Regions from separate parts of the Mus musculus genome. Here region 2 is linked to region 1. The links are chromatin contacts, called in public Hi-C maps. All regions are on one chromosome and are shown on one strand. The core of a region is the stretch at or near the end of the contact, and the rest is flanking DNA. Distances in the headings are between cores, read along the strand shown. Region 1 holds the start of Pum1 (pumilio RNA-binding family member 1). Region 2 has its middle 7.6 kb from the start of Gm35294.

Evidence for each region. A called contact is a pair of places that touch in the nucleus more often than the background predicts.
Region 2: a Hi-C map of cerebral cortex shows a contact between it and region 1, with 1.5 times the contacts expected there. The contact joins the enhancer-like site here to the promoter of Pum1 in region 1. A contact is called at or near these places in 2 of 39 promoter capture datasets (both in liver) and 4 of 484 Hi-C or Micro-C datasets (the G1E-ER4 cell line, cerebral cortex, cortical neurons and 1 more).

Annotation. Positions count from the first base shown.
Region 1 is chr4:130,662,012-130,664,711 of GRCm38.p6, reverse strand. It overlaps Pum1 (pumilio RNA-binding family member 1), which reads right to left and starts at 1,391. Exons shown (of 22, transcript NM_030722.3): 1 at 1,245-1,391.
Region 2 is chr4:130,877,310-130,880,009 of GRCm38.p6, reverse strand. No RefSeq gene overlaps it. Among named protein-coding and RNA genes, the nearest start is that of Gm35294, 7.6 kb to the right of the region's middle. Within about 2 kb of position 1,284, at least 59 of the 459 cell types and tissues checked have an H3K27ac peak or open chromatin away from gene starts, as enhancers often do. A contact at or near this core is called in cerebral cortex and cortical neurons, where this site is marked.

The DNA.
Region 1 (2,700 bases), core at 142-2,641:
AAAGGGTCAAAATGGTTTACTAAAAACCCTGAAGGAAGCTGCTTATCTTAAAAGGAGAGCCACATTAGTAACTTTTACACCAAAGCAAACAGCTCAAGCTACAATCCTACCTTCAGAAGTAACTGGCTTTAAAAACTGAACGCCCAAAAGCCCTCATAAATCATCTTAATAATCCCAGTAATTAATGGGGTGAGCAAAATGATCAAGTGTAACGAAGCGTTATCGTAATTTGCACAATGAAAACGAACAATCCTTCAAAGTTATGGTGGGGATAAAGCCTTCTCTGGTCATCTATGTGGGAGTTCCTCGCGATGTGGGAGGGGAGCTCTTGGGAAGAGGGGTGAGCTTCACTGGAGAAAAGTTACTGGAGTGTTCCTCCCTTAACGTGGGAGTGGTACTGACGAGTCAAACAAATGACCCATGTTTACCCACCGCGTTCGTGAGGACCGAAACTGTAGCACTGTGTAGCTATCTACATGTTTGTCCTACTACCTGCTGAAAGCCCCTTGGAGAGGGAAGCACACCAACACAGGGAGGATCAGAGAGGAAGAACACCCCCTCCTCAAGGGGGAGGAAAACACACACAAGCTCTCACAGAAACAAAAGGCCACAAGGAACCCAGGCGCTTAAAAAGCGATCCGAAACTTCCTGATGGTCACCTCTCCATATTTCAAGGCTTGCAAGATCGCCCACTCCCCCACCACCATGGGGGGCTCGCCCGAGGACCGTGGCCCACCGCCCGCTTTCTAAAGCCTTGTATTGTTCCTCCCTCGGCGCTGCCACGGAAGCTCCAGCCAAGTCCAAGGAGCCCGCGGGACCACAGAATCTCCACTCCGCGGCCACAAGAGAGGACCTGGGGCTGCTCAGATCCATCCAAAAAATAAATAAATAAATGCAGGGGAGGAAGGAAAAAAAAAAAAAAAGAAGCCGAGCCGAACGGCAACACCAACCTCTAGGGACTCCCGGCAGGGCCGAACGGAGGCACGGAGCCGCCGGCAGCCGCGGGCGAGCCGGGCCCCGGCCGCGGCCCGCTCCCCACCCCCTCCTCGCGGATAACAATAGGGCCTCGCTGCCGCCTCCCAAACACGTACGAGCGGAGCGAGCGCGGTGCCTCCGCCAGGCCCGGCGGCGTCTCTAAGCCCTTTCTCGCCCCGCCAACCGCTGCCAAACGCCAATACGAGAGGCGCATCGGCTCGCTGGGGGTTCGGAGCACGGTTTGGGGCCACCGGGGCGCGGATACTCACGGGCGGAGCGGTAGGATGAAGATGGATTCCGGCCCCCCGATCTTCGCTCGCCGGCGCTCTCGCTCCCCCTTACCTTTCACTCCGACAACATGGCGGCCCACTGGGGACTGGGCTGACGCGGTGCATCATGGGAGCGGCGCCGGCGCCGGCCCCAGCTCCGGCGGTGGCAGCGGCGTGTGCGGAGCGGGCGGGCGGGCGGGCGGCTCTGGAACAGGTTGCCCGGTTGCCATGCCAACGGCAGGGCCTGTGTGAACTCGGGGAAACTCGCAGGCCACACAACCGCTGTGCCCGCCCGCTGGGGCGAGCGCGCGCCGCCGCCGCGGAGGGAGCGGGGTGGGAGGCACGGGAGCGCGCACGGAGTGCCCGGGCTGCCGTGGGGGGGAGGGGACGCCAACCTGGGGCTGTGCCTGAACCTTGGCACAGCCTGGCCAGTGTCTGGGTTCGAACCCCTTCTAGCCCTCTGGCTCCTGGCCTTTTTGCATCTTTTCCTGCCTCGTTTCCCCAGTGTAACATACAAAAGAAAAGAGCAACAGAACGACCATGCTGATGGAGGGCAGGACCTCAACCTAATTTGCAGGATCTGGAGCGCAATGACAATGGCAGGACCCTTGTTCAAAGGTCATTAGAAATATCAAGATGGAAACTAAGCAAATTAAGCTGAGAACTAGAAGCCAGAGGTGTTTGCAAGCACTCCATTTCAGTTGATTGGTTGGTTGGTTTAAAGATGCATTTGTATGTGATTACACTGTCCTACCTTCAGACATACCAGAAGAGGGTGTCAGATCCCATTACAGATGGTTGTAAGCCACCATGTGGTTGCTGGGAATTGAACTCAGTACCTCTGGAAGAGCAGTCAGTGCTCTTAACCAATGAGCCCTCTCTCCAGCCCTGGTTTGGTTTTTATTGTGACAGGGTCTTTTGTTGTAGCTCTGGCTGGGCTGCTCTCTAACCTACTGAAATCCACCTGTCTCTGCCTTCAAGAACCGTTCAATTTTTTTTTTTTTTTTTTTTTTTTTTTTTAGGTTTTTTAGGCTTTTTAAATTCTTTTTGATTTTTCAAGACAGAGTTTCTCTGTGTAGCCCTGGCTGTTCTGGAACTCCCATTGTAAACCAGGCTGGCCTCAGAACTCACAGAGATATCCCCACCTCTGCCTCCTGAGTATTGGGATTAACAGCCTATGCCACCACCACCTCGCTTTTTTTTTTATTTCTGTTTTTGAGATAGGGTGTCATAGAGCCAGGCTGCCCTCAAACTCACTGTGTAGCTAAGGATTACCTTGACCCCCTGAGCCTACTTCCATACCTTCCTTCTGTTACTACAGACATACCAAATGTAGGACTTCACATATGCCAGGCAACACCCTACCAAACAACTGAGCTACATCCCCCCCCACCAGGTCTCGATATTCAAACTCAAGAACATACTCTATTCAGAAAGCCAGCTTGTAACCAGACCT
Region 2 (2,700 bases), core at 35-2,534, 220 kb before region 1:
CGGCGAGTTAGCCAGGACCTGGAGGCATTAGTGGAAGTAACCAGGGGAGGAGCCCCTGGAAGATGACATCACACAGCAGGTTCCCACCTATCAGCACCTGGATGAGATATTCCAAGCAGAGAAGGCACGATCACAGGAAGGAGCCTCCACCACAGGGAGAAGTCTGGTGACTTTTGAACATGGAAGGCCACCTAAGGCCAGCATGGCCAGAGCGAGAAGAGGATACAAGAAGAGCAAAGCCCCCATGTCAATTTCCAGTGCTGATAAACCCCTTTCTGGGAGAGTCAAGCCAACCGGGTCCCTGTCTCTAGCAATCCTGGCTTCTAGCTTGCAGGCATGAACATGCAGAGCACGTGGAGCTGGGTGCCTATGCACACATGTGCACATGCACATGCCTGTGCACTGTAGCTCAGCCAGGAAGAAAGACAGAGGGAAAGAGGAGGTCAGACTGACAAGAGCCACAAGTGCCCAGCATCACACAGCTGTGGCCTACCAGGGTCCTCGGGACACTGAGGGGTGCCACCCCCCTTAGCTAAAGGCTCAGGTAACCTGCCCCTCACCAAACAGCTTTTCCACTGTCCTGCTCCAGCCTTAGGGAACTCTGTCTGAGTCCACCCACCTCTCCTTCCAACCATTGACCTGCGTTTTGTGGCCCCACTCCACCTCTACCACAACCTGATGCTGGGGAAGGCAGAACAAGTTCACAGTGGCAATCTGGGGATGTGGGGGCAGGGTCACTGCTTTAAAGGAACAACAAAGTGTTAGCTAAGTGATGTCACCAGCCCAGGGCAGCTGCTGATGGATGTCAAGACACAGACACACACACACATGGACACATGCACTATACACATACATACACACACACACACAGAGAGAGACTAGTGAATATATTTTTGAGTTCTTTTTCATGGCTATCATGTTACCCCCTGGGGCTGATCTGGGACAAAACAGGAAATCCCAGAACCAAGCCTGCCAGATGAGGCAAGGGGCTGGGAATTTGAAACCCCCTCTGCTCTCTACAGCCTCCTATCCGACCCTGCCTCCTGCAAGCTGGGGCTAGCTGCCAGGATTCTCCCAGAGGAGAGGTTCCCCCTCCCCAGGCACTGCCAGGGCTCAGTCACGGAGTCACAGCTGCAAATTCCTGCCCTGTACAAGTCCCCAGACCCACACAGAGCTTCCTAGAGCCATTGTTAAATCCACCTTTCCGGATATGTCATTTCCCTTGCCGTCTTTGAATACAAACGTGAGGTTAGCCTGATGTCCAGCAGGGGGCGGGCATGTTTCATTTGCCAGAGAGCCAGCAGTGGGTTCAGGAGGCGGCTGGAAACAACCCTTCCTCCAGCAGCCTCCCATTAAGACACAGCTCCCCGCCCCCCCGCCCCTCGCGCCACGCACAGAGCAGGCTTCTACACCTTCGCATACACTGGAGCCCTGTCAGGCTGCAAACGGAGCGAACCGGCTCACTTCTGGTCGGGCCTCTCCTGCACATTCTTCACTAGCTGCCTTACCCAGAACTCCATGCCTTTTCGATGCCAGCCTGCTCCTCTACGGGGAGAAATGCCTGGGTGGATGAGTGACTGATGGGTAGAGAAACCCAGCTACCAGCCACCCACACCGTTCAGAAACAAATAATTCAATGCAGACATCCCGGGAGAAGACAATTTTTTTTTTTTAATGGCCAGGCAAGCATTCTAACACTGAGTTATAGCCTCAGGCCTCCCTTTTTTACATTGTTTTATTTTGAGACAGGGTCTTACTTAAAGCTCAGGCAAGCTTTGAACTTAGGATCATCCCAGCTTGGCCACCCTAGTAGTTGGAAAAATAGGCTTAGCCAGCAAGCTCAGTGCAATTTGAAAAATATACAGCACTCGTTGAGTCTAAGGACCGGCCACCTCATGATCTGACTTGACTCTTTTAGGTCTGTTGGGCTTGGTGGTATTACCCAAAGTACAGAAGGGGAAACTAGGATTTTAAGGGGGCCCAAGGTTGCAGGCTATGTATGGGTAGGTGCAGCAGGGTTCCAAATCCAGTCGCCTTCCCCCTTCATTTAGCTATGCACCAGGCCCCACCTATGAGTCTCTGGGTGACCCCAAGAAGTGGAGAAATGTGGCAAAGTCCTGGTGCTTGGCTGGAAGTGTTCTGGCCTAATTCTTAACCTAACCCAAGTCCCATAAGTGAATGCTGGTAAGGCACTCGTGTGTGTGTGTGTGTGTGTGTGTGTGTGTGTGTGTGTGTAACAGAGAGAGAGACAGACAGACAGAGAGACAGAGAGACAGAGAGAGAGAGACCTCCCACAGACCTGCTAAGAAGCCCCCTGTTCCCACTTGCAGGAGGTCCTAAGAAATTAAACTGTTGCCCAGTGCCACTCAGCCATCAGGCCGCAAAGCAGAATTCAAACCCAGAAGCACACATTTGCAAAGGCTGAGATTCCAGCCATGTGTACATTACTATTCATAACACTAGCAAGATTACAGTCATGGAGGAGCAATGAAATAATTTTATGGTTGGGGGTCCACAACAGGAAGAACTGTTTTAAAGGGCAGCAGCATTGGGAAGGGTAAGGACCACCAATTTAGTATGTTCTGAAGAGGCTCTCTGGGCTGAACCTCAGCTAGGTTCACCCGCAAAAGCTGCTGACCTGACAGGCTCCCAACAGAGTCAAGGCCACAGCCCCAGGCACCAGAAGGCAGCTTTGCTGAA